Regions from separate parts of the Mus musculus genome. Here all the other regions are linked to region 6. Evidence: chromatin contacts called from public HiCAR-type and promoter capture Hi-C data. All regions are on one chromosome and are shown on one strand. The core of a region is the stretch at or near the end of the contact, and the rest is flanking DNA. Distances in the headings are between cores, read along the strand shown.

Region 1 (4,125 bases), core at 645-3,144, 1.2 Mb before region 6:
AGCAAATTGCTTAATCGTACTACACATCACTTCCCTCATTTAAAGATGAGACAGTGGCATCACGGTGACCTTTTAAGACCTTGGAGATTGCATAATTCATCTATTTTCTGCTTGTTTCCTTGAGCATAAGTAAATGATGATTGTAGAATGGCCAATTCATTAGTTATGAGTTATATCTCAACTTACTATAAACCACATAGCGATGAAGTATACTCCTATAGAAAGTTATTTTAGAAGTACTTCTTTACTGTAACCAGAGATGATAATAGACATGAATAAGATCTCTGTGCTAAAAGTTAATAGAGTGCTTTTGCAACTCTCTGGTACAAAGTTTGGTACATGAAGAAAATTGGCCAGGAGGCATGAAAAGATTTACGGGCCAGGCTACTTGGAATGGACTTAGTTATTTGTTCTAGGTCATGAACTGATATATAGCACAGAACAGTATAAAGGTGTATGACTCTTCTGCCAAGCACTACAATCAAAATACAACAGTTTAGTTCTTTCCATGGTAACCAATGACTGAGGCAAAATCTAAATTGACCACCTACTGGATTTAGTTCCACACTTGATGGTCTGATACACGTTTCTTCACTTAATTCTTAACCTTACTTGCATTTCATAGATATGGAAACAGGAACTCGGAACATGGAAGTAAGCTATTTTGTGGAAGGGGGCTACATTAGTATCAATCAAGGCAACTTATTCCAAATGTTTAAAAACAATGTACAAGCACTAAGTCAGCAGATTAAGTACTTGACAAGATTCTATGACAGTGACCAGATTATTCAACCAATAAACCAGTTCTGCACTTACAGAAACTTTTAAGTACAGTGTGGAGCGAGAACTTGTGCGTAGCACTTTTGGTTTTAAGAAGCGGAATTAAGCAAAATAAAAGGAACTGGATTACCAAATTATGTACAAACTATATGGCAACAGTACAATGGCAGTTTCCAGGTTCGTTTTCTGGTGAAAGGCCAGCGAAGGAGCCATGAACTGAACAGTGTCACCTATGTCATTGGCCAATATGTTCATAGCCTGTGAGGCCCATGGATATAAGGAGATGCTAGGCATTTTGATTTCTAACTTTCACTAACCGTTTAAAGGAAGCCCACCATCTGCCCAAGTAAAGCAGCGCACACAGTATGGCAAAACCTTTGAAACATGTACAGCATCTTTCCAGTGAAGGTTGGAAAGGTCTCTTAACATCTCCCGTCAAAACACCCACAAACACACCAGTAAAAGTTGGATATGCTCACTGCACACCCCACTTTAAGTCACAGAAAGCATGCTTACCTGTCACATACTCAGCTTCGAATCTCCGCCGGGTCTCTGAGATTAGCTTGGCTTTATTCTGAGCGTTATTCTGGATAGGAGACACAACAAAACCTTAAGATGCTCTCGGTCCTTACCCAGATCACTCCCAACACAGCTCACCTGCACCGGAGCGCACGGGCCCTGGGCCTGGAAGCTGTCTTCCAGGCTCACGGCCCAGGCAGCGATGAGGTGCTGCTCACCTCGGCCATGGTCACAGTCGCGGAACCTATTGTGGTTGTACCCGTCGCTCCTTCCACAGCCTGCAGCCAAGTGTCTCATCACCAGCCAGCCCAGCCCAAAGGTAGATCAAGAAGGGAGGGAGGGGGGGAGGGGGTCGCGTGACACCGGAACGTAGAAGGAAGTGCCTCCACACTGTCCAATCCCATAGTGTTGTCCGGGGTAGAGGCGGGAATAAGTGCTCTGCTGGGCTCCCACTTGCTTCTCTAAAGGAGAAACCCCGCCTTCCGACGACCTCCTGGCACCGGTGTCCCGCCCCAAGTAGCCTGGAGCACTCTGATGCTTTTCCCTGAAGCTCAGCCCCTACAGCTCAGCTGGCCATTTGCTTCCAGCCCTCGGAGGCTCCGCCCCTCCCAGGTCCCCTCTGGCTACCACCTCCTGCAGGCTTTGCCGCCTGAGTTGTTCAGGCAACTATTGGGCCGGTTGTCCCAGCGTGCAATGCGCGGGCGGGAGGTTTGGAGTCCTTTGGTGCAACTGGAACGTGGCAATTTGGCAGCCTTGGAGAACTGGTTTTGGTTTGGTTTGGTTTTCTCCTGACCGCTCGCAGATAACTTGCATTGTGAGTATTCGCTATATTCGGCGATTATTTCTGTTAAGGTTCTTTTCTTTTGGCTGTGGTGTCTGGCTTTATAGTGCTGGCAACTTGGTCTGTAGCCTAGGTTGGCCTCCCTTCTCAGACATGAGTTTTCTGTGTCAGTCTCTCTGATCCTGGTTACAGGTATAACCACCACAGTTGTGGACTGGGAGACGCTCACAAGGCAACCGTCTTTGAACTCTGAGTTAAGTGGTTATAGAAAGTTAAAAGGAAAGATGTTATTTTGAGTTACTTGTTCTTAACGAGGTGGGGGTAGACTCTTGTTCCTGCCATGTAAGTGACATTTGTGGGTGTCACCGCTCTAGAATGGGAGTGTAGCTGATTTCTAATGGGGAGAAGCCAACGATGCTGCCAAGCTTGCAGGACAGGTCGCAATACTTATCCAGGGTGAAATGCAAACATTGCCGAGACTGGTGAAAGCTTAGATTTATAAAGTACTACAACAAACTATTAGCTTTGGTGGCTTAGTTGAACATAACAATGCTGCCTTTCTTAAAAACTGACCAACACTGAAGACTACTTGTACTGGCAATTAGAGAAAACGTTTTCCCAGGCACTGGGGATGTCGATCACAGGTCCAGCACATGCTGGAGACCTCAAGTTCCAGCCTCAGCAGCCCTGCCCCTCTGCCAAAAAGGACAACCCACGTTTTACCTAGTCTGTAGCTGGTTGACCTTAAAAAGGCAGTTAACATCTTTTCCCAAAGCGTTTTCAATATTTGTTTTTATGGGAAAATTTGAACACATTGTTTAAAGTTTGTTTGAAAACTTTCATAAAAATATTTGAGTAACTCCGAGCTCCCCTAGACTCCCACTTCCCTACTTTGATACCCATATTCTTTACTAAAAGTCAACCATCATGGTAAGGATTACATTCCTTTTAACTGTAGTGTGATATTCCATCTGTTTATTTTCTTAATGGTAATCATTCAAGTTCTTAATTTTTATGTTGCAAATAGGAGTGCAGTATATATTTCCCGGTTGTAGTATTGTTTCATATGGGGTCAGGTTGGAAATGCAGTTGCCAAAGAAACACAGTTCAGTTCATTGCTGGGTTAAAATCTGTAGTCATCTGTTTCATAAATTACTTGTTCATTATACCCATGTGTGTGTGTGGGGGGTGCTCGAGTGTGTGTGTGCGTGCTCTCGCGGGCGTGGTACACAGATGAATGTCACAGGATAGTTTTCTGGAGTTGTTCTTACCTTCTACTCTGCTGAGGCAGTCTTTCTAGTTTCTGCTGCTGCTTTGCATATTGCAGCTTTATAATTCCTGTGGGCTTTCAGGAGGGTCTCCCATCTCAAGAAAGGAATGCACTGATTGCAGGGCACATCACTGTATCAGGGTTGTTTTCTTTTTTCGTTTGTTTGTTTGTTTGTTTGTTTGTTTTTTTCCCTAGTGAACTCTGCTCCTCCCACTTGTTCAGGCATTCACAGCTAAGCACTTTTCCCCAGTTCTCTGACAGAAGGTACTTTAAAGAGAACATCTAAGATCTATTAGCTAGCTTGTGATAAATAAGTTTCTAACAACATTTGTTTTGTTCTGTATCTGTTCTCTTCAGTCTCTCTCTCTCTCTCTTTTTTTTTTCTTTAGGATTAAAGGCCTCAACTGGAATCCATTTGCAGTTGGAACTGGATCAACACAGAGACTTGATGCATTAGAGTGGCCGGCAAACAAGCAATGCCATTTAATGAGCAAGCAAAGTTCTTGTGCTATCATGGGGAAATCCTTGTCTTTCAGTTGTCCAGAGGAGAGCGTGCAGATTTAGAAATGCCTACAGATCCACTGGTCTTAGGTGTCAAAAGGATGATGTTTGACAGAGAAACTAGTACATTCCTTCTGATATCCACTGTTTTTTTAAACATCAACGAAAAAGATTCTCATTTAAAAATTCTGTGTTGTAACTGTGTGTCCGATTTGAGAACTAGAATTAACCTTCCTTGCGTTTTGATACAATGTAGAAAGTACAATAGTGAAGC
Region 2 (3,720 bases), core at 875-3,374, 1.0 Mb after region 6:
CAGGTTTTAAAACTTTATTTGCATATTAAAAAAATTGTGCATTCCAATAATTAAAATTGTTTGAACAAAAAAAAATGGCACTCTGATTAAACTGCATTTTACATCCTGCAGGACATCTTTGACCATCTTGAATTTTCCTCTCTATTTCATCATCTCCCACCCAGCTTTTTCCTTCACCAACATGCAAGTTCTTTTCCCTCTCTGCTAGCCAGACCATCAGATGGGTGGGAGAGGCAGGGGAGGCCTTCCTGCTCAGTAGTTCTGATTCTTTGATGTGAAAGGGGCAGCACAGTCATTTAAACTTGATCCAACCTCTTTGCATCTTACAAAGTTAAACAGCTAAAAGAAGTAAAATAAGAAGGCAATGCTCGTGGAATGTACAGTGCATATTGGCGGCGCTCGCCTCATTACGATTCGCCAGCTTGCTTCTCTTGTTCAATTGCTGTGAAGAAAAGAAAAAAAAAAGGAGACTTAGAGCATTCTATAAAATGACATGATTTCCATTTAAAAACCCTATAAAAATTCTAGAAAGACACATAGCAGCCTCGCTAAGCAAGACATGCTAAACAGAAGTACAGTTACCCAATAAATGTATATGCACAATATGGAATATGAAATATTCCATTATTAAATCACTAGAGCCCGGCGCTTGTTGACTGCAAAACAGTTTTTAATTAACCTTTGCAGGCCATATTCATCATCATCAAACTGTCGACTCCTCCCCCGCAGCCCCCCCCCCCATCCTCCCTGCTGCCCCTCCCTTCCTCCTCCCGGCCGCTGCTCCCCGCTCTGCTCTGCTCCCGCCCAGCCCGTTCTGAAAATGGGTGGGGGCGAACAGCTTACTTTCTTTTGAAGGCAGAGGATTTTTCTCTTGCGTTTCTGTTTTCTTCAACTTCGACTTATCGAATTTCTCGATCTCAGCCATATCGGGTTTGTCAGACATGGTTGCTGGAAGGAGCTGCAGGTACAAAAGCCAAGACCAGAGCTAAGAAAGAGCCACCCACCCTCGCCTCTCCCAGTTCCAAAAGCACACCCCCACCCCGCCGGAAAGCCCAAAGCCTGAAATCCTACTGCCTCTCCCTCTGTGTGCTTTCCTTGTCGAGTCCTCTCTAAAGATCTTCCTCTTTCTATAGGAAAAAAATCTTCCCCCTTAATATTCCCAAAGGGAAGATTCAAAGAACGAAGGTGGAAATAGTCAAAGGTGAGTATTCCCGTATAATAAAATTCACCATTGCGGAATGTTAACATTGCAGCTTTGAAAAAATTAAAGTCTGGATAGATCGAAGCCATTTCCAGTTTAAGTGGGGGAAAGTCTAGTAAAATCTCTTAAAAAGGAGCCAAGGTCGCAATACGCATCTCCGTTTTCTAGAAGGGCTTGCTCTCCAAAAGATGCCAGGCGGTCCAGCTTTCTCCTCCTCACAAAGGCGGGGGAGCTGACGCCGCCAGCTGCCGACCACCGCCCTACTCGCTTCCTCTCCTCTCTCTAGTCCAACAATGCTGCCTTGGCACACAAAACTGCCTCCCCACTTCTCGCAAAAGCATCTTGATCTGCATACAGGGGCCTTTTGACGGCCTTTGCATACATTCGTCTGCAAGGGCTTCCGAATTTTCACGCTAAAGGCCGGGAAGGTTAAACCCGCCACAGATAACAGCCCTCGAAGCCATTAGGCGATTAAGGGGAGCACAGAGCGTTTGAACAAAGGATCTTTCTAATTCTGATTAATTACAGCTAGCTAGGCAAGGGAAAATATTTCGGAGAGAGGGTCGAGGAGAAAAAAAAAACAATTCCCCTCTAAGCTGCGCAACAGAATGCCCAATTTTATGGGGTTTTCTCTTTCTTAATCAAGTTCCCCTTCCCGTTACTCGGCATCTGGAAGAGTTTAGCATCCCCCCCCCCCAATTCCCCGAAACTACCATGCCTTGGACTTGGCTTTAAGGACGAGGAGGATGAGGGGCAAGTGCCTGCGCTGGACAGGCAGGGAAGGACAGAAGGAAGGGGCCCTGGGGCTCACCCGAGCGAGCTGCGCGAACGAGGAGAGTCTGATCTGCTCAGAAGCCGCTGCGGATTGTCGGGAGGGGCGCGGCGAACGCCGCTTTATGTGTGCTTCTATGCAAATGAGGTGATGTCACTCGTAGTCCGGCTTAACTCCTTCGCGCCGCATCTCCGGAAGGGCGTTCGGAGGCTGTCAGACCCCCTCCCAACCCCCACATCCCCATTCACCAGCGCCTTTGAACCACATCGATGGCGGAACTAGAAAAGGAACAAACGCCTTCAAAATGCTTTCCCCCCCATTTGACGTCTATTTTATTATCATGAACTTTTGCAGCAGCCGCCCAAACCTGTTCTTAAGGTTCAATGCGTGATAACTAATGGCCTGAGTGGCACCTAAGGGGACAGGCTTTTCTTTACTTTGAAACCGGCTTTGTCTGCAGCCAACGCCCCCAAGATAGGGTGAGGTGTCCCTCATACAAGAGCTGCTGGGGTCTGATTCCAATGACTCAGCTTTCAGACCAGTGGACAGCCCCACCCGGCCCTCTTTGTCTCCCTCGCTTGTCTCCCCCTTGATTTGAGAGGGCGATAAAGGATCCTTGAGTGGATTTTTAAAAGAAAAGTTTTAGCGCCGCAGCATTTGTATTGTTTGCTATAATTTCCGTGAGCAATCGAGTCAAGTGCCTAACATTTGCTAGGTGTAAGGGGGCTTCAGAGAGAACACAGCCGGCCCCTTCAAAATTAAGTCAAAGTCAACTTCTGTTACTGACTGACAATAAGGAAGTTCATTTTCCTTTTCTTATTTTCATCAATTAAAAGTGATTGCTAATGGGAGCCAAGGATTCCCAAAGACCACAAGTCCATCAGCTCTATTATCTGAGGATTGAAGCTGAAGCGCGAACTAGCTTTTGAAGGGAAGGTTTTCCCTGCAACACATGTGGACGATTCAGGTAGAGATGTGCCGGTTTCAAAATGGCACCTGAGTCCGTAAGTCGCAGGGACCCACTTGCTACTAAAAAGTAATTACAGATACCAAGCTTGTGCCTGCAAGTGGCAGGTGGTTGGAGGTAGCTCCGTAGGATATTTTTAAAAGGGCATCGCTGGGATTATATCTGAGACACAGAGAACTATAAAACATTCCTTCTCCTTTTCTGTGCCCTGGAGGGATGTTTCCAGAAAGCCTTTGCTAAGCATTTTTATGGCAGAGGCTTTGCCTCTCTGGTAATGTCAAGTGTTATTAGGGACCCTAAACTGCCGCTGCTGGAGCAGCTTGGACTTCCCCATTTCTTCATCTACTTCCCTTTTACTTGGGAGGAAGGAGATGGGGGTAGGGAGGAGCAGGTGACCCATGTGGTTCCCCAGTTAATGCTCTACTTGGGAGACTGCCTTTCTGCCCTTTGGATGGGGCCCTAGACCTGTTTGAGCGCGCATTAGATGTCACTTCTCTGGTAACACATCCTCTCTCTCCCCATGTCCACTTGGAGGGAGTTCACTGCATTGTTGAAACACAGAACACATCTTGCAGGGTGCATTTCTGACTTCTGCTTGGCAGCTGCAGTTACACTGACACCATTTCGGTGGGTCATTGGATTCCAGTGTCCCTTCCTTCACTCAGCTGTCACCGTGTACGTGTCTTCCTATGACAAAGGAATGCTATCGCCTTGACCCTGGTTGCCTGTTTGCCTTAGGAAAGATTAGCCCTTACAGAAGTTATGCGGCCAGAGGAGACT
Region 3 (3,764 bases), core at 983-3,482, 1.2 Mb after region 6:
TCAGTGGTTGAATCTTCTTGTTGCCTAGCATACACAAAGACCTGGAATACATCCTCTGTACTAGAAAAAAAAAATAGACATGGTCTCATGTAGCCAAAGATGCTCTTGAATTCCCACTTCTCTGGCTTCTTCTACCCAAGGGCTGAGAACGTAGTGTGTGCCAGCATATCCTGATCTGATGCTGCACAGGGGCTTCATGCAAACTCCTGCAAGCAACTCTACCAACTGAACTACATTCCCCAACCCCAGAGTGGCATTCTTTTGTTGTTGTTGTTGTTTTTAACTTATGAAAATAAATTTTTCACTGTTCTTAATTCAATGTCACAGTTCATTTCATTGTTGTTTTCTTGTTGCCGACTCCTGGAAGGTTTGGATTACTTCCTTTTGTTCCCCCATTAATTAATTTATTTTAGGGGGTGGCTTGGAGGAGGGGGGACTTCAATCAGGATGTAATGTCAATAAGTAAACAAAGTGGCAGTTCTTTCACCTGAATTGTCCACAGGTTTCTTCTATTATCACCCAAGCTGTGTAAATGGAGTTTACCACCTAGAAAAGGTCACACGGGATTCACATAACCTCTAGAAAAAAATCATCTTTGTCATCAATATTAATCTAACTGGGTCTGATGACACACACACCCGAAATTCTAATGCTTGGGAGGTAGAAACAAGGGTTCTCCTGTGAGTTCGAAGCCTACCTGGACTACTACCTGGGTGAGTTCAATACCAGCCTAAATACATAGCAAAAGTCTGTCCCAGAAAACGAAAACCAAACCAAAATAAAACAACCAAAAGGAAAAAAAATGCCCTTAATCTCACAACCAAATTCTCGATTCATTCCATCATCAAGATTTTGTGCTTCCTTCTGGAAATTTCAGTTTTAGTTTTGACGTTTGTGTCTACAATCCGTTTCTAAGTTAACTTTTGTAAATACGGAGAATGACTTTTTTTTTTTCTGTAAAACTTGCGGAATGAATTCGTGCGCTACTAAATATAGAACGGTTATCTGTCACTGTGCACTGTATAGTTGGTTAACTGTGCTAAATAGAATTCGGGAAAAGAAATTGGCTTTGGGCAAGTAGGACAAGGAATCCCTAGTCTAAGCTGAGGAGAGCTTCCGCCTGCCTGGTGGCACCTTTTGCTAATGTGAGAAACCGGTGGAATTTTGAACAAACTGGGGTCTTGTTGCTGTGCGCAGCTAAGCTCCACAAACACAAAGAAGCTATTCGCAATGATAGATGCAACAAAGTTTAAAGGAAGGGTGCGAGCGCTCAACACGTGCGTCTCGCTTTCCCACGCTCTGCCTAACTCCCGCACAAACCCACCTTTCTGGATAAGGCAGCGCTTGGCCAGCCTGCTGCTCTGGAGAGTCACCTGAGCAGCTGGCAGTACTCTGATCGCCAGCGGCTGGAAGTGGCATTCGAAAGTTTCCCTGGGATAAACCCAGTGCCCAGGACCCGTGCAGAGCCTTTTCAACCATGCAGGATTCTGGGTTTCTGTCTGGCAGAGAGTTGGAAACTGGGGCGGGCGGATCCACCGATGTCTCCCCGCCCCCACCATTCCCGGCACCGAAGTGATGCCCACAGACTGCGCCCACTCTCCCAGACGCTCTGTAACTGCCCCGATTTTGTCCTTCCGGACTGAAGACACCAGGCGAGCCGGTGCAAAAGAGGGGCCTGGGGTGCCCAAGGGTCGACAGGTCGCCGATGTCCGGGTATTGGAGGCCCAGCCACCAGAAGGTTAACAGCCAGAGGATACGCGTAGAGACTCCAGGGTGACCCGGGTTGGGGGTGGGGGTTGGGGGTCCCTTGCTGAACTTCTTTCTCCCCTGGCGCAGCCGCCCTGGCTCTGCAGCCGCGTTGTTGCCGTCCCGCCCCGGAAGGGAGAGCATGACGCCCGCGGAGCTGGCCTGGGCATGCTTTGGCCCCTGCCTCAGCCCCAGCGAGGCTCCCACCTGGTCTCCTGGTTGCTAAACTTCTTGGTGACCACCTTGCCCAGCTCCAGGCCCAGGCGATCGGCCACGCGCTGCGACAGGTCCTGGTGAGAACTGCCGCTGAAGAGCACGATGTTAGGCATGGTGACCGGGGACTGAGGAGCGCGCTGGAGAAGGAGAAAGGGACTGCGATGCAGACTACTGCTACCGTTGCTGCGGCTGTTGCTGCTGCTGCTGCGGTGGCCTGGGCTGCTGGTGAAGCGGGAAAACGCAGCAGCAGGATCTAGGGGAGGGGAGGGCCGGGGGAGGAGCCAGAGGGAGGAGGAGCAGCTGAAGAGTCGCTGGAGGGTGCTGGGAGGCTGCTTCTGCCCACGCAGGCTGGGCATCTGGGTTTGAAGCTCTGGGTGGTCCCGAAGCACCCAAGTACAGTTGCTCCGTAGGGGAGCTCCAGGCTCCACATAGGACTTCCTGACTTGCCTTTAAATGGGGAGGTCAACCAACCAGATAAAGTGGGCACAGTGAGCCATTGCAGGAAAGGGCCATGTGGTGCCTCACAGCCAGGAGCAGCCTTTCAACCCGGAAGCTCAGAACCCAGAGGTGATACCTGGGCTTCAAGTGCACACCGTGTCTACATAGGCCAGACCCACACATCGGTTTGTATTTGCACACGGGAGTGAAGCATGTTTGCACTTGAAGTGGTGATATAGACTACGTTTGAAGATGGACTAAGAAAAGGGTTTCTCACCAACAAGAATTCTCTTTCTCTGTCATTTAATTTAGATGTATATTTTACAAAATTAGCTCAAATATTTTGTTTTCCAGTTTTTTCAACAAAAGCTGAAAATTTTGGTTTTTTTTTTTTTTCTTATTATATAAATGCCCACATTCTTTCTTGTCTTTTGCTTCTTGGTCCACAAAACCTGAACATGTTACCGTCTAGCTCCTAAATGTGTGTTGCTCTGTAAAGGAGTCATTGATGACAGCCACCATTTGACCCCTAAGCTTGGCCACAAGAGGAAAGCGTATTTTCAAGTGGTCAGTTGCCTCTCACCAATTCCTTCTGAGTCCTCGTTTTTATGTAGATAGGCTGGCTCTCAGGCTCTCTTCACAACTTCCTGTCCCTTGGATTCTCTAGAGTCAGACTCCCCCACCCCCCACCCCCACCCCTGCTGCGGCAACCAACCCCCCTCTCCCAGAGTCCTTTGCTTTCCCTGCCCTCAACCCCCACCTCAGCATTTCTGAAGTAGCTAATGCAGTGTCAGAGCCAATCGCCAATCGCTGGGCACAAAGCACACTTAAGGAAAGGAGATTCATCCTGAGCTCCTGGACGAGTGGAGCACTAGTGATCCTGACTTACATTTCTTAAAAGCTTTCAGAGACAGATTAACCTGGCCAGATAGTTGCTTGGGCTCTACCACTGTCTACTGAAATTTGGCTTGCCATATACAACAAAGACTACTTGCCCTTGAATTGTAGCCCACTCTAAAGGCACTTCTTGTGTGATTGGAGTTTGGGAGAGTATTTAGATTGACCGTATCTTTGGGGGATTTGCTTCTGGGCCCTTCCTTGAACTCTGCAAAGGTGTCAGCCTTTAATCTCAGCACTCTGGAGGCAGAGGCAGAGGCAGAGGCAGAGGCAGAGGCAGAGGCAGAGGCAGAGGCAGAGGCAGAGGCAGAGGCAGAGGCAGAGGCAGAGGCAGAGGCAGAGGCAGGCGGGTCTTTCAGTTGAAGGCTAGCTGGCCTGTTGAAACTGTGTCTCTCCAATCCCCTAAGGTTCCTCAAACCCAAGCAAATTGAATTTATGAAAGGGTTTCCTTTGAAACTCCACTGACT
Region 4 (3,789 bases), core at 876-3,375, 1.8 Mb before region 6:
CGAGATTTGTCTAGGGCCTAGGTAGCTTTTCATCTTGATTAACAATTTGCAATTTTGATTCTGCGTCTCTTTGGTTCTACCTCTCTCATTTATATTATATCTGAAATTTTCGATTTGAAGCAGAACAAGGAAGAGTGTCACAAAATAATGATTGAAAAATGTCATCTTTGCTGGAAATCTGGGTCAGCATCAAGTACATTTTCTTCAGCAATTTTTCTTAAGCATTCGACCAGTTTGCTCTAACTCTTACTGACAATGCCAGTATTCTGGCTAAATCTCTTCCCTACCTCTTTCTTGTATAATTGCACAAAAATATCTTTTGAACAGTCAGCATCTGCCTCTGTATCTTTATTCACTTTTTTTTTCTTGAAAGGATCTTGTTCTCAACTTTTATGGACACCCCCTACTTCTTGTTTCATAAATGTTGGTAGATAGAAATACTTTTTTCTCTGAAGCTCCCAGCCTTTTCCCACATATTTCCCTTAGCAATTCCTTTTCTCATAGACAGTTCCATATGCTTCAGTTTCATTTTGGTTTGGAAATAGTACTCTTGCCAAGTTTTCTCTTTGTGTACTTTGCATATAGATAGCCAGCCAGCTTTCACTACATGTGTGAGGTGCCTCCCACTCTAAAATTATCCAAGGAAGCTTATTTACATATGAATTTGCAAAGAACTAAATTTCAAGGGAAGATGCTGACTACTTTATTTGACATCTTTTCTTTTTAGACTATTTGATAGTACAACTGGCATTGGCTGCCTTCATACCTTATCATCAGAATATCCAGCACAGCAATATTTTAGTCAAATTCTAGTGGCTTCCAAGAACGTTCTCTAAAGCAGTGTTTCTTAACCTTCCTAATGCTGTGGTGTGATGACCCACAACCATAAAATTATTTTCTTTGCTACTTCATAACTGTAATTTTGCTACTATTATGAATCGTCATGTAAATACCTCCTATACAGGATACCTCAAAGGGGTCCTGACACACTGGTTGAGAGTCTTTGAAGGCATGCTTTGTGGTCGTTCAGGCAGAATACTACAGTTCAAATCTGCTACAACTTTTTTGTTTTGTTTTGTTTTTCCAGACAGGTTCTCTGTGTAGCCCTGGCTGCCCTGGAACTCATTCTGTAGACCAGGCTGGCCTCGAACTCAAAAATCTGCCTGCCTCTGCCTCCCAAGTGCTGGGATTAAAGGCGTGCGCCACCACACCTGGCACAACTTTTTGTTTTGTTTTAGAAAATACCCTTAACTTTACCACAAGCTTCAAGTGGATGCCAGTCATGGTGATGGTGTTGTTGCTTAGAAAACAATTTATTCTAGAAAATGCAGGAATGGCCATGCTGGGGAATCTGCAGGTACCAACTATAAAGAGCAGGTGACTATTACAACAATCGAGAGATTCTGTCTTCTTGGCCAAGCACAATCTGGCTCCAGACCGCAAGACAGTTTTGGCTGAGGACTGCAGCAGCTTGAGCGGGAGCGTTTCAGGTTATACCTAAGATTCCCTGACACCCCCCCCCCCCCATAGAGTTGTAAGACAAAAACAAAATCTGAACTTTTAAAAGGAAAGTCCTCAGTCTTTAGGACACGCACAGATATGTAGATCTAAGATTCAAAGTTCAGAGTTTAGTTTTGACTTGCTGTGATTTTTCTTTATTTTTGTACTTTTATGCATCACATTTAGCAATCCTGCCAGAATAACAAGAATGGATGTGGTTGGTTTGGCTGTGGTACCATACTGACTAGAAACGCCCTGGCCTTGATTTCCCCGCCCCCTACCCTGCCCTTCCTCTTATCCCCGCCCTCCCCGCATTCCCGCTCCTCCCCCCAGCCCCCGGCCCGGCCCGGCCCCGCCTGGTCTCTCTAACCGGAAGGAGGCGGGGAGAGACCGGGCTTCCTGAAAAGAGACGCAGTAACTAAGCAACCAGGGCACTTACGCCCGGGACCTTCCGCAGCTCTTAGGAGACGTGCTCCTGCGCTCGCTGACGCTACAATCCCGCGCTAGAGACTTGGGCCCGACTGGGCGTCTCTCTTCTACGTAATTCAGAACCTCTGTGTGATTGGTTATCATGGGGGCGCGGCGCTCGGATCGCGGACGCTTCTGATTGGTGCTTTGGAGCAGCGGGGCGGGATTCTGTTAACTGCCGCGGGAGGTCCGGACAGTGGCGGCCATGGGACTGGAGGGTAAGTACGCGTCTTGGCTGTCCTTTCTAACGTTCTCGGTCTCTCTGGATGGGGTTGTGCCGTTCTCACAGGACCGTGGCAGGCTGTGGAGGAGGTGAAGCCTACTCTATCTGAGGCCCGGAAGTCGGGTCCGTGGGTCTCCGTAATCAAATGGGGATTGAGGGTGCCTTGAGGGTTGGAACTGGTTCTTAGACTGAGTTTAGTAGAGCGAGTGACTGGAATCTTAGGACGTTTTTCCGAGTCCCTTTGGGTCTGGCCGGATCTTGTCTCATCCTGGGGTGCTGGCTGGTGGACCCGGGCTGATCCTCTTTGGCTCTAGTACACCCGAGCTGCCTCTCAGGGAGTGCGTGTGCACTGCCTTGGGACTGGATTAAAGTATACTTCTCTTGATTTCTCAGCCCTGTCCGAGCCCCCTCTAAGGATCCTCAGAAGCTTCTACTAATAAGGGAGTTCCCTGGGCACGATTGAGAATTTTGAGGACTTCTTGACTTTGTCATTTACATGGCTTGGGTAGGGAAGTTGTACAGATCGCTTAGCATGTAGGGCTGGAGAGAGAATTGACCAGATTTTACAGCCTCTATTCACTTATAGAAGCCAAGATTCAGTGAGTATTTTCACATACTTTCATTTGGTTCATTATTTCTGTTCTTATCATTCACTTCTTAAAACGGGATAGGACTAAAGGACCAGGTTTAGATGACACATGACAGTAGCACAGCATTAGCCACTTGAGGCTTTGCTTTCCCCTTTTGCAAACTTCATATTTTCTTGCTTCCATTATTTGTTTACTTACTGGTTGTAAATTTGGTCTTCCCTCCTCTTTTTTTCCAGTTTATGTGTCCGGGTGCCCCCATGTAGCTGTCTTACCCTGCCCTAGAACCCTCAATTCTCTGTCTCCCAAGCACGTGCTCCTTTCTTTCCTGCCTCCTCCCTCTGAATTTCTGAGACGATTTTAAATGTAGGTGAATTTGTGGGAGAAAATGGACACATGTAGTTGCAGGTGAGAGCTGAAACTCAGAGAGTTAGGATAGTAATCCTCCATTGAGTTCTTTGTAGACTTGTAGATCTCAACTAAGGCGGATTTTTGCCAGATCTCTAAAGCTGTGGCATTAAAAGTCTAAGCATCTATAGAACAGAGTATTGAATGAGCACTTCATATGAGCATCACTTTAGGGAACTCCTAAAGGGAACTTTTCTTAGCCTTAGATGTAGGAAAGAGCCCACATGTAAAGCCTGTGTCCTGTTCCATTTCCTTTCAGGGTCTACACTGAAAGGGTGCTCAGGGGAAAGGCTTCCATAATTAAAAGAAGGGTTCTGAAAAGAGAAGGGAGCAGTTTAAGCATAGCTATCCTTGAATAAGGAAGGAGAAGCCAGATTGTCTTCAGCATGAGCTCTAGGGAACACTTGAAGAGGGTGTTCTTAAAAAGAAAGCTCTAGTTCCAGGTACATTTTAAAGGAAACCACAGAGATAATACCAGCAGAGCCTTATGGGATGTACTGGGTCACTAGCTAAGCTGTGCAGCCCTAATCAGCACATTTTCTGTGAAGAACCAGATGGTAAATATTTTAGGCTCTGTGGGTCATCTGATTTCTTTCAAAGCCA
Region 5 (3,666 bases), core at 8-2,507, 1.9 Mb before region 6:
CACCAAGGAAAAGTCTTTGTTCTTCCACTTCCCCATTCTTCTACAGCAGAAATCTGTAGTCTGAAAGGTAAGAATGCCTTTTCACATCTTGAGGTTGAAGAGCTTGGGGATCTAGCTCAGTTGGTAGATTGCTTGCCTAGAATACACAAAGCCCCGGGTTCAGTCTCCAGCACCATGTAAAACTGGGCACGCTGGTGAATGCTTCACTGTAACCCTAACACTTGGGAACTGTGGGAAGGAAAGTCAGAAGTTCAAGGTTATCCTAGGCTCTCTAGGGAGGTAAGACCAGCCGGGGATATGGGGAACCATGCCCCCCAAAAACCAGCTGAAATATAAAGTCAAAAGAAGACTTTCATGACAGCTGAGAATTGTACGAATTCAAAACATAATCTTATGAATTCTAATTTCATTATCCAAAATCAAATTTTTATTAAAACACAGCCACCACACTCAGCAGGCGTTGTCTCTGGCTGTTTCTGGCTACAAAAGCAAATGGGAGCAGTCTCCACGGAAGACCCACAGAGCTGGAAAGTAAAAAGACATTTACTGTTTATTCCTTTTCAGTTTCCCAGGCTCGTAGTTTTGTTTTTGTTTTGTTTTTTTTAAAGAGGCATCACTTTCACTCTTTTTCCAAGAAAAGACAATGAACTTCCGGGTATCTAAAGAACATTGCGTATGGTAGCCTGTCTTCTGATTAAAAGTCCTAGGAAAACTAGATTGCTTCCTGGCTGTGGACAAACCCTCACCTCCTGAGGCTAACTCTCTAAGGCCTGCTCTTGAAGCCCAACAAAACTCAAGCCCTTCTATGATTCCCTATTAGAGTGTGCCTTCTCTTTCAGCAGGAACAGAGATTCTTTGGTTCTTACATCTGCTCTGCCTCTGCCCCATTCTCATTGGCAAACAGCAAGAAGCGTATTTATTTATGAGAGATAACTGTGTAGTACCTATGCGGAGACATGCTCATTTCATTCTCATTACAGCCTTACAGTCTTGGTCCTGTCAGCTTTACCACGCTCATTTCACTGGGGATAATGCATAGAGAGGCTGAGTCACTCCCCCAAACGGGACAAGTGGTTAGAAAACATTCTTGCTCATACGAAGCGTTGGGTGACAAGATGACTTGAGTGAGGACAGGTTTTCCAAGAGATTCTAAGGGGCTGCAGAGCACTTGAGTGTCCCATACATTCCTGGGAGGCGGGCAGCGCGCCCCCAAGAGGCCGGGGTGCGCATCACTCTTTGGACCGACTTTCAAAAGGCAGATCCAGAGAGCCATGGGGCGGAGTCAGAGAATCCAAACCCAGGGTAAATAAAGGGTGTGTCCCCCGGTCCAAGGCCCCTGAGACCTAGAGACTCCCGCCTTCTGGAGGCCCGCAACAAAGCGCTGAGTCACGCTGACTGACGGCTGGCGCTCCGCAAACCTGTCCTCCCTTTGCTGTGTCCCTGCCGCTGTGGAGTCTAGGCACCTCCGACTGTGGCCTCCCTCCTGGGCCTGCGCTACTGCCCAGTGAGTGGCCTGGGGAACTCAGCCCTCGTGAGAGTGGTGTGTGTATGTGTGTGTGTGTGTGTTGGGGGTGGGAGGAATGCTCCGACCAGTTTTCATGATGCTGTCTTTCCCAGCTCACTACTGGGGCTCGGAGGGGAGCTGAGGGAGGGAAATGCTTAAATAGCCACCACGATTTGAGATGATAGCTTGGTTTTTCTCTTGGCAACACACTGCAATTAGTTAACTGCTTTATCCTTGTTCCTGTGTATAGGGCCTAAATGTGGGAGTCTGGAAGAAGCCAGAAAAATTAGGTGGAGGCAAAACTACTTACTAGTCGCTTATGTGTGGATGATTACGGGGCTGGACTCAGAAGTTCATTTCTGTCTCCCACATTTCATGGCCCAATAGATGCATGTTGTTTGCCTGCTAGAGAGGATCCGTTTTAGGATCTGCCTTCACAAACTGAAGGGTGCTTCTATGTTGAGTCCCTATAAAGAACAGCAGCTCACTTTCTTACAGCCCTATTTACATCCTTTGAGGCAGACGCTTCTTAATCCCATTGTATAGATGGAAAAGCTGAGACACACAGCATCCCAAATGAAAGCAGCCTGGAATGTGGCAAAACTGAGATGTAAATCTGAGGTGTCCAGTTCCAGAATCTGCCTGTTATTAAAGTGCTTCTCTTAGTTTAAGGAATCTTTGAAGGATTGGTTAGAGTTCATATGGTGATCAGATCTGGGGCTTGGAATTACTTGTCTGCAAACACCTGAAGTTAGAAGTGTGTGTGTGTGTGTGTGTGGGGGGGGGTGATTGTATTTGTTGTGTGATATTTCCTTGGTTAGGACTTAGACTTCAATCAATAATGGAACACTTTTGAATAATAAATGTAGTATATGTGTTGTTCCTGAATCATCGGTTCCATTGCCTGGGGTACTTCATAAATGGTTTGTCTGTGCTTTAGAGGACTTTATTAAGAAGTTCAAAGATTTCTTGCCTAAAAAATTACCTGCACAAGATCTACATAAAATTAAGTCAGCCAGTAAGAATACCAACACAGATGGGAGAAGGTTCCACGAAGTACCACCCCTAACTGAGGAACTTGGGCAGTTGGAGGCTGCTGGGGTAGGAAGTGTCAGTTCTCTTTAAGGAACTGACCCCTATTAGGATGCCCATGCTTCAGTAGATGACCCAACACCCATTCGTATAAGAATGGGCATCACTTAGTCTCAGTAGGCTATGGAAAATACAAGATTACATTGGGAGTGAGATGTGGAGCAGGGGTCTGAAAGGAGTTGGAAGGGGAACAAAGGGTTGCTATGATTAAAAAAACCCGCATTGTAAACATGCTTAATATTATTAAGAGATGAATTTTTAAAAATGGCCACGGACTTTAGAGATAGATGAGTATTTGAATTCAGTGGCCCTTGCAGATTTCCTTCCATGCCAGCATCATCATATTCTGGTGAGAGTCACATACCCCTAGTGTTTTCCATTTGCTTCCAGTATCACCAAAAGAGCTCCCACTTCCATCTTCCACCGCATGTCGTGGGGTAGCCATTGAAGGGTGTGTGCACGGTGTGAGGAGGTCAAGTATGCCTGCCACTGAAGGGAAGCGTAGAAAATGTTCTTTAGATATCCCTGCTGAGTTCTTCCAAAGAGTTGCTATTGTGAACTTTTGGACAAGATGACTGCAGGATTCTAAGAGGTAACTGCTAATAATAGGGTTCTAGGTACCTCGTAAATACTAATACATGCACACCATAGCTGTGTTTCTAAAAATCACCTAATCTAGGCCATGATCATAGTCAGTATTCAGTAAATTGCCACTATAAAGATTTGGAGCAAGTCTAATGTTAATATCCTTAGTTTATAATCTGTAGATATTTCCTCCATTGTGATTTCTTTTGTTGTTTATTGTCTTTCTTCTTTCTTTCCATCTTCTACAGCTCAACATCAGAACTTTCTTTATAAACTTCAAAATGGCATCCTCTAAAAAGGTTACTCTCTCAGTGCTCAGCCGGGAGCAGTCAGAGGGGGTAGGAGCACGTGTGCGCAGAAGCATTGGCAGACCCGAGGTACGCAGGGTGGATGAGTACATCCCACTTTGAGTTTTCCTTTCTAAAGCGACTAGTGGGATATTGAATGGGGATTTGGAGAGAGAAGGCCAAGCTGGTCTCAAGCTT
Region 6 (3,793 bases), core at 1,185-3,684:
AAGACAATACATCTCGAGTGAAGGTGGCTTTGCCCCCAGGGGACATTTGCAATATGCCTGGACGTTTCCTTTGGTGTCACATTTGAGGGATGCTACTGGCACATAGTAGGTAGAGGACAGATATGCTTCCCAATATCTTATCTTAGCAGGGCAGCCCTCAGAACACAGAACAATTCAGCCTCAAATATGATTAATGTCTCGAAACTCTATCTGGGAGGAAGAGGCATGCAAAGAGGTTTCCCTTTTATCCTCCCACTGAGCTGGGGTAGGGGGGAAGGGGCTGGGGGAAGGTGCCATGATAAGTCAACTTGGACTAAGCTCTCAGAAACAGGAAGGCAAGATGGGTAAAGTTAAAAGACAGGTAGAGGGCAAGTTTCTCATCCCATGGAGTTGCCATATTCCTCTGGGCTTCCCACACTCACAACTGTGAGAACGAAACCCACTTCTCACCACTCTGAATGGCTTATCTGGATCTGCACAAGAGGAGCCAAAGCACTAGTAATATTCTAGCTAGCAATATAACATACACACAGACTCTGTGTATGTGCATGCAGACACTTGGTATTTCCAGAACTGCTCCATTTGAAATACATTTTCTATAAGCCCATCATGTTCTGCCTTTTCTGCAAGTATGTGACCGCTTTCTCATATCACTCTCTTTTCTTTCCTGCTCTTCTTCCCACAGGCTCCAAATGACTTGCCTGCTTCCCAGAAGATAGTCACAGTCCTACAAACACACACAGCCCTTTCTCGTTTCTTGCCTAAAGTTAACTGCCTGTGTGTGTGTGTGTGTGTGTGTGTGTGTGTGTGTGTGTGTGTTGTCCCTTTCTGCAATATATTCATCATATAAATTTACTACAATATGTCAGGTATGGTAATGAATATTCTCGCACCTGGGAAATAGGAGTTCTGCACGGGCTACATGAGACTCTTTCTAAACAAACAAATGAAAAACATAATTACACTTGCATTGACTGTCTATGATCTCTACCCAACCAATTGTCAATTTTGTGAAGTAAAAAAACTGTGTTTACCAGTGTATATTCACTAAGTAAAATATTACTCTCCTTTAGAATTATAATTTATGCCACATATATAATTTCATGTTCTATTGAACAGATTAATAAATATGTACATATTATTAAAATATGTACATAAATATTAAAATATGTACATGGAATTCATTTTACTCTTCATTTAAGGTAAATTCTCCTTCCCTAAGGCAAGGATTTTTTTTTTCCTCAAACAGCTTCATGCATCCCAGGTTGACCTCAGATTCACTGTGTAGCCACAACAACCTTGCTTCCATGCCCAGAATTCTAGGATTACAGATGCGCCAATATGCCCAGATGTGAGATGTTATAAAGGAATGATCCAGCGCATCATTCATGCTGGACAAACATTCTATCAATGAAGCTACACCACTGCCAGGTTAAGATTGCTTAAAATGTGAGTTAGTTAAGGCAGGCTTGTTGATACGCGTGCCTGTAATCCCAACAGTCAAGAGACCGGTGGATCTCTGGGAATTCAAACCAGCCAGGGCAAGATGATGACCTTCGACCCAGCTGAAAGTGAGACAGTGTCAACAACAACTAGACAGTTCACGTATTTTTTTTTCAATATTAACTCTTTAAAATGTACTGTGGAATTTAGTTAAGCACATCGAAAATTCTCACATTTAAGTACCTCAAAATCACGTGTGCCTTGAAGCTACAAGACACTGCAGATACTTAGCATATAGTAGACATCTGGTATATGTTTGCTAAATATTCTTTTATACTACTTTGATTCACCAATATTACAGGAATGATAAGGTAATAATGTCCCACTACTGACATTGCCTAATTATCTTAGCCTTTGGCATTTAAATTGTTTCCTATTTTCACTTTTTGGAATAACCATGCATCTGGTCCAAATCTGGTTTTCCTAGTAATAAATTCCTGCAAAATATGGCACATTTTGCCAAATAAGCCCACTTGGCCTTCTAGTAGTTCATCTTTGGTTACTAAGGACTCTTGTGCAACTCTAGAAGGGCATGTACTGCTGACGATTATAATGACAGAAACACTAGGTACAAATTAAGGTTCATAAATGTCAAGCTGACACAGATCTGAGTGAATCTGTATTTTCAAAACAATTTCTCACCTTCCATTTTAGTTAAGAAAGTGAAAAGAAAGTAAAAGCTAAAGAAGAAATAATAATAATAATAACCGAAAGCTGAGGGTGCAATTCAGTTCTGATCCCCTAGTGCCCAATAGCTAGCTGCCGGGACCGCCCAAACAAACGAATTCGCTTCCTGTGCCGCCCTTGACTCTGTGTAGCCACTGACACGACGTTACGTCACGGATAAGGCGGGACTTCCGTCTTTCAAGCCCCGTACCGGAAGCGAGCTCCTTGTTGCCCAGGCAACCCGAGCCTCCCGCTCTCCTTGTGTCACTCCCCCACTTCTCCCGCCCCTTCCTCCTCCCCACCACCAGAGCTAGGTCCGTTGTTGCCCACCGCCCGAGATCTGCCAGCTGCGTGCCCACGAGGTGACTTCGGGGGCTGATGGGTTGCTTTTGGGGAGTAAGGGAATAGCGTGGCGGACTCCTGAAGCTTGGAGTACTGGCTTGGCGCTCATGCTGTGGCTTTAATTACCATCACCCGGCAGCACGAGGAGGTTGCCTAGACCCGTGAGAGTCCCAACCCCTGACAGACTGTTAAAACTAGTTCTAATTTATGCTCTCAAGCCCTATGTGCTTCCTAATCCTTGGGTGCCTGCTGAGAATTCTGTTCCCAGGCCCCCACCTCAGACTATTCCAGTTCAGATCTTGAGAAGTGAGGCTCAAGCATGGGAAGGTTTGGGGTTTTTGTTTGTTTTGTTTTGTTTTAACTCACAGTGTAATTCAAACGTGCTGTGGATCACAATGTTGCAGGAAGTCTGTCAGGACACGTTTCTGCAGAGATGTCTAAGCTACTGGCTCATTTACAAAAACAAAACAACAAAAACCTGAGTTTCTCCCCCGCCCCCCTTGCAACTTTTGAGTTCTGTAGGTCAGAATTCTTAGTTGATGTTATCTTAAGAACATTTGACAGTTGCTGTGGGTAGCCAGAGTTCTGAACCATTTTCCCTTTTTTTTTCTGAAATGATTGTTACAAACTCGTTGCACAAATTAGGCTCTGGACTCCACTGTTGTTGGGGTTTTTATTTGCTTGGGGGGGGTTGTTTGTTGGTTTTTGTTTTGTTGTTGTTTTTTAACTAAAAGCCAGAACATTACTCAAAATCTTAAGACTAAAAGTTACAGACACAAAGCCTCTATGAATTGTGAGATTGTGATACTGTTTGAAAGTACAATTTATGCTAGCATGATTCGTCAAGATAACAGTGTCTTTGGGATGGCAGTGGAAAGAGAAACCATGTGTATATGCTTTGGGTAAATCTAACACGTGCAAGTTCACAGTAAAGTGTATGATCCCTTCTGTTGACTGCTGGGCTGGGGGGAAAAATCAACCCAAGTTGCAGAGAGGCAGGCGTTTCCATCGTGAAACTGTTTTACAGATGGCAGAGGCTTATTGGTGTTTCTTCAAGTCCAGCGTTTAAGGAGAAGTTAAGATAAGAAGGATGGCAGGAAATTAAACATAGCTAGAGGTTAGATAAGAGTTCTCAAGCACACTATAGAACTCTCAGAATTACTTCTTTATGTTGGGAAATCCACTCATAAAGCACTTGGACAATCAGATGCAGACTGTAACATTTAAGGCCAGATGAACTGGAAATATATTAATATATTTAGACATTTGGAACTTCTTACTG
Region 7 (3,734 bases), core at 873-3,372, 1.1 Mb after region 6:
GATTCCAGGACCAGGGAAAGAGAAACAGATCCCACTGTCAGGAATGGGCAGGTGGGGAGGGACAAAGGCTGATAATTGACAGTGCTTATCTTGAGTCTATTTGACAGTGGGAAATGGATTTGAGTGGATTTCCTCTAGCTTACAAGAGTCTTTTTTAAGTTTACAAAAAGACAGCCAGGGCTATACAGAGAAACTCTGTTTTGGAAAACAAACAAACAAAAAAAAAGATAAATCCTCCACAACTTGTATTTTCCAACCTCAAAAGACCTTCCTAGATTTTCAAATACTTTCTTAGAAGCCTTCATATCCTCAGACCTGACATAAACTTTTCCTATCCAATTACTACCATGAGACACAGTTTGTTGATCACTGGCTTCAAACCCTCTCAGAGATCTGATAAGGATATATCATAATCTAAATGGCCTATGTGCCCATTAAAATGACAGACTTACCCATCACTTAGTCACTTCACTAGGTTCCTGTGATGTTGATGGCTTCATTGGGGACACAGGCTCCAGGGTAGACTGAAACTTCGGTTCCCAGGCCTGGCCAATCTGAGAAGCCTTCCTGTAGATGAGGAACTTGGAAGACCGACCTTGCTTTGTCTTAACTCAAGGCATTTCCAGTGTCCCTGTTTGTCCACAGTTCAGGACAGGCCTCAGCATCAGGCAAGGCAATGGAGCAGTATTTTTCAATGGTTTCTCAGTAGTTATCATACTACAGTCCATGTGGAACCCTTTCTTCTTGTGTCCGTATCTTCTTGGAGACCTTGAGGGTGTCACTGCTGGGATGTGGGAGTCTCTATCATTTTAAGAATCTCAAATTTAAGCTTTTAAATGCTGTATTCAGTAGAACTCTGACAGGTTTGAAGGGCAGGGGCCTACTAAGTATACTGGGTTAGACAATCTATGTCCATTTCTAGTTATCTGTTCCAAATTGTACATGTAGCCAATACAAAGCAGGAGGCTAAATAAAGCTTAATAATTACCTGCATCACTTCTCAAGGTGACTTTCAATGCAAGTCTGAGCACGTGAAAGGGTGCTTTTACAAGTTCTTTCTTTTTTCTTTTACTTCTAGCATTTGCCCAAGAGTCAGATAAGAATGCTTGTAATTCTTGCCCAGATGCTGAGCCTTGTGGGATCGACATTATAGCATCCAAGTCTGTTGACATTCTATAGTGCCTAGACACAATCAACCTTCTGGCCACTGAGAATAAGGAGGGAGACAGTGGATTGCTAAGTACATTTTGAGGGTTTCTCAATCCCCTTTTCTTTTATCTCAAGGTCAGAGTTAAAGAGAATGCTTTGGGACTTTCTCTGGTATTCATGGAATTAGTGGATGATGTTATGGCTTTAAGTTCAAGGGTATTGACAATGAAGACCTAAACATATTGCTGAACCAGGAGTTCTCAGAGCATCCTAAGTGTGTATCTTAAAACCTTGATTTCTTTTTAAAAAAATTATTTATTTATTTATGTATTCATTTTATATATGTGAGTACACTGTTGCTGTCTTCAGACACACCAGAAGAAGGCATCGAAGCCTATTACAGATGGTTGTGAGCCACCATGTGGTTGCTGGAAACTGAACTGATGACCTCTGGAAGAGCAGTCAGTGTTCTTAACCTCTGAGCCATTTCTCCAGCACCCTGAGAATGAATGGTTTAAGGAATAGTTTCTTATGACTGGTTTAAGGTAATGACTAAAACTTACCTAAGCTATTTTAATTTTATCCCTTTTGATGGTTTTAGAATGCAGTGCAAGTCCCCCCTCCTCTAAGCTGTTTCTTGTTAGTGATTTAGTCACAGCAAAGAGAAAAGTAACTAATACAGCCATTTATGGTAAGGTGAGTGGGTAAAGGACTGACATACTATGTAAATAACATTATAATTAAGACATAAATAGAGCATAAAATGGGAAATTTGCAGCCAGTACATGTAAAAGAATGAAATGTTCTGTTAAGAGTATTTGCAAGCAACTGGCTAGTTATAGAGATCAGCATAAATAAAGCCAGGTGCTCTGCATCAGAACGAAGGCATTTCAGAGAATATTAAGGTCGCCCCTCCCATCCCAGCAACATTAAAGGGCAAGCCTTAAAGGGCAGAATAGGCTCACTGCCCAGGACCACCTTGGCCTCTGCTCGCTTGTTTTCAGCTGTGGTTCAAGTGGGTTCAAACGCAATTCAACCATCACTCAATTCACCATCACGCAATTCAACCATCACAAGCAATTAGCCCTAGCAATGCCCATGTGGTACTCACTCTGCAGGTGTGTATAATACTAGAGCCATGGAGGCGTGGCAGCCCCTTCTTAGGTTACAAAGGATCTTGTTCACTGCTTGGGAGACCACGAGGAAACCTGATGCAGAGCTGGAGCTACCAGTGGGAGTCCCTGTTAGAGTAATGCCTAGAAGAGCCGTGAGAACCCAATATCTGCAGCTGAAACCCCACCCCTCCACCCCCAAGGATAGAACATGCATACTCAGTTCACAGACCAGTGCTTCAGACGATCCTTTGCAAATCATTGTTCTAATCTTACTTTATTTTATCAAAATGTGCATATAAACACAAAGACATAGTTATTATATGATTACTTCCAATGGCAAAATATTGGAAGCAATCCAAATGTTCAGCAGTAAAACACCGGGAAAATACCTCAGGGTGTATTTCTTTAATGAAATGCTTTATATTTTTGAAAAGTATACACTTTGAGGGGGTAGAGAGATGGCTCAGTGGTTTAAAGCATGTGTTGCTTGTTGTACTGGCTGGTTTTGTGTGTCAACTTGACACAAGCTGGAGTTATCACAGAGAAAGGAGCTTCAATTGAGGAAATGCCTCCGTGAAATACAACTGTAAGGCATTTTCTCAATTAGTGATCAAGGTGGGAGGGCCCATTGTGGGTGGGGGCATCCCTGGGCTGGTGGTTCTGGGTTCTATAGGAAAGCAAGCTGAGCAAGGCAGGAGAAGCAAGCCAGTAAGTAAGGAGGAAATGATGTAGTTATAATCTCAAAGCCTGGAGCTGGTAGGATCTGTGGTTGATTTTTTTTTTTTTTTTACTAAATATAATACAGCTGCAGTGGTAGGCTATCATTTTCTGATTCAGACTCAAGCATCACCAACAGAATACAAGAGATAGAAGAGAGGATCTCAGGTGCAGAAGATAACGATAGATGAAATTAATACAGTGGTCAAAGAAGATGTGAAATCCTGCAAAAGAAAGGGAGGAAGGATTGGAGAGCTGGAGAAGTCAAGAACATCATAAGAAAACTCATGGAGTCAACGAACCTGGGCTCACAGGGGCTCACAGAGACTGAACCACTAACCAGGGAGCCTGAGCAAGACCATCTGCATATATGGTGGTGTAGCTTGGTCTTCATGTGGGACTCCTAATAGTGGGAGCAGGGGCTGTATTTTGACTCTTTAGCCTGTGTTTGGGACACTTTCCTCTTACTAGGTTGCCTCATCCAGCCATAATACGAAAGGAAGGTTAAGGCAGAAAGTGTGTAGTCTTACTCCAACTTGATATGTCATGTTTGGTTGATACGGCTGGGAGCCCTGCCCTTTTGTGAGGAGAAATGAAGGAGGACGGAATGGGGATGGGTAAAGAGGGGTGGAGGGAGGAATAGGGAGGAGGAGGAGAAGAAGAAGAAGAAGGGAAAATTGCAGTCGGGGTGTAAAATAATAGTAATGAAAAAGGAATCTTAAAACTAATCAGTGCAAATGACAACTTTTATAT

The links. Promoter capture Hi-C pulls out the DNA fragments that hold promoters and counts their contacts. HiCAR-type assays count read pairs that join an accessible place to other places. Capture Hi-C pulls out chosen DNA fragments and counts their contacts.
Region 1: a HiCAR-type map of astrocytes shows a contact between it and region 6, with 4 times the contacts expected there. The contact joins the promoter of Fancb here to the promoter of Gemin8 in region 6. A contact is called at or near these places in 9 of 39 promoter capture datasets (the C10 cell line, HPC-7-derived erythroid cells, cranial neural crest and 5 more), 3 of 115 datasets of contacts at active chromatin or transcription factors (astrocytes, differentiating embryonic stem cells and stem cell-derived neural progenitor cells) and 3 of 9 other capture datasets (adipose tissue, embryonic stem cells and liver).
Region 2: a contact with region 6 is called in a HiCAR-type map of astrocytes, with 7 times the contacts expected there. The contact joins the promoter of Tmsb4x here to the promoter of Gemin8 in region 6. A contact is called at or near these places in 10 of 39 promoter capture datasets (the C10 cell line, HPC-7-derived erythroid cells, cranial neural crest and 6 more), 5 of 484 Hi-C or Micro-C datasets (cardiomyocytes, embryonic fibroblasts, embryonic stem cells and 2 more), 21 of 115 datasets of contacts at active chromatin or transcription factors (T-cell acute lymphoblastic leukemia, astrocytes, bone marrow-derived dendritic cells and 17 more) and 2 of 9 other capture datasets (adipose tissue and liver).
Region 3: a promoter capture Hi-C map of pre-B cells shows a contact between it and region 6, with 5 times the contacts expected there. The contact joins the promoter of Prps2 here to the promoter of Gemin8 in region 6. A contact is called at or near these places in 7 of 39 promoter capture datasets (the 3T3-L1 cell line, 3T3-L1-derived adipocytes, the C10 cell line and 3 more), 5 of 484 Hi-C or Micro-C datasets (CD4 T cells, CD8 T cells, the G1E-ER4 cell line and 1 more), 1 of 115 datasets of contacts at active chromatin or transcription factors (large pre-B cells) and 2 of 9 other capture datasets (adipose tissue and liver).
Region 4: a contact with region 6 is called in a promoter capture Hi-C map of liver, with 3 times the contacts expected there. The contact joins the promoter of Piga here to the promoter of Gemin8 in region 6. A contact is called at or near these places in 5 of 39 promoter capture datasets (the 3T3-L1 cell line, cranial neural crest, hippocampal neurons and 2 more), 3 of 115 datasets of contacts at active chromatin or transcription factors (astrocytes, large pre-B cells and microglia) and 2 of 9 other capture datasets (adipose tissue and liver).
Region 5: a promoter capture Hi-C map of erythroid cells shows a contact between it and region 6, with 14 times the contacts expected there. The contact joins the promoter of Pir here to the promoter of Gemin8 in region 6.
Region 7: a promoter capture Hi-C map of second pharyngeal arch cranial neural crest shows a contact between it and region 6. The contact joins the enhancer-like site here to the promoter of Gemin8 in region 6. A contact is called at or near these places in 13 of 39 promoter capture datasets (the 3T3-L1 cell line, cranial neural crest, embryonic stem cells and 8 more), 4 of 15 datasets of contacts at CTCF or cohesin (the NIH/3T3 cell line, embryonic stem cells, large pre-B cells and 1 more), 140 of 484 Hi-C or Micro-C datasets (3T3-L1-derived adipocytes, the AML12 cell line, the AtT-20 cell line and 77 more), 25 of 115 datasets of contacts at active chromatin or transcription factors (DN3 thymocytes, the NIH/3T3 cell line, T-cell acute lymphoblastic leukemia and 17 more) and 3 of 9 other capture datasets (adipose tissue, embryonic stem cells and liver).

The regions. Positions count from the first base shown.
Region 1 is chrX:164,978,698-164,982,822 of GRCm38.p6, forward strand. It overlaps Fancb (Fanconi anemia, complementation group B), which reads left to right and starts at 1,895. Exons shown (of 9, transcript NM_001146081.1): 1 at 1,895-2,113; 2 at 3,740-4,125. The coding sequence starts at 3,827. Mospd2 (motile sperm domain containing 2) reads right to left here and starts at 1,678. Exons shown (of 15, transcript NM_029730.4): 1 at 1,518-1,678; 2 at 1,297-1,366. The coding sequence starts at 1,526.
Region 2 is chrX:167,207,094-167,210,813 of GRCm38.p6, forward strand. Tmsb4x (thymosin, beta 4, X chromosome) reads right to left here and starts at 2,125. Exons shown (of 3, transcript NM_021278.2): 1 at 2,013-2,125; 2 at 844-958; 3 at 1-442. The coding sequence starts at 943. The coding sequence ends at 408.
Region 3 is chrX:167,380,517-167,384,280 of GRCm38.p6, forward strand. Prps2 (phosphoribosyl pyrophosphate synthetase 2) reads right to left here and starts at 2,233. Exons shown (of 7, transcript NM_026662.5): 1 at 1,954-2,233. The coding sequence starts at 2,075.
Region 4 is chrX:164,417,655-164,421,443 of GRCm38.p6, forward strand. It overlaps Piga (phosphatidylinositol glycan anchor biosynthesis, class A), which reads left to right and starts at 2,126. Exons shown (of 6, transcript NM_011081.3): 1 at 2,126-2,186.
Region 5 is chrX:164,268,174-164,271,839 of GRCm38.p6, forward strand. It overlaps Pir (pirin), which reads left to right and starts at 1,258. Exons shown (of 10, transcript NM_027153.3): 1 at 1,258-1,504; 2 at 3,430-3,558. The coding sequence starts at 3,463.
Region 6 is chrX:166,168,020-166,171,812 of GRCm38.p6, forward strand. It overlaps Gemin8 (gem nuclear organelle associated protein 8), which reads left to right and starts at 2,435. Exons shown (of 4, transcript NM_146238.4): 1 at 2,435-2,531.
Region 7 is chrX:167,237,414-167,241,147 of GRCm38.p6, forward strand. Tlr8 (toll-like receptor 8) reads right to left here. Exons shown (of 3, transcript NM_133212.3): 3 at 3,710-3,734. Among named protein-coding and RNA genes, the nearest start is that of Tlr8, 25 kb to the right of the region's middle. Within about 2 kb of position 2,123, at least 4 of the 459 cell types and tissues checked have an H3K27ac peak or open chromatin away from gene starts, as enhancers often do. A contact at or near this core is called in embryonic limb bud and second pharyngeal arch cranial neural crest, where this site is marked.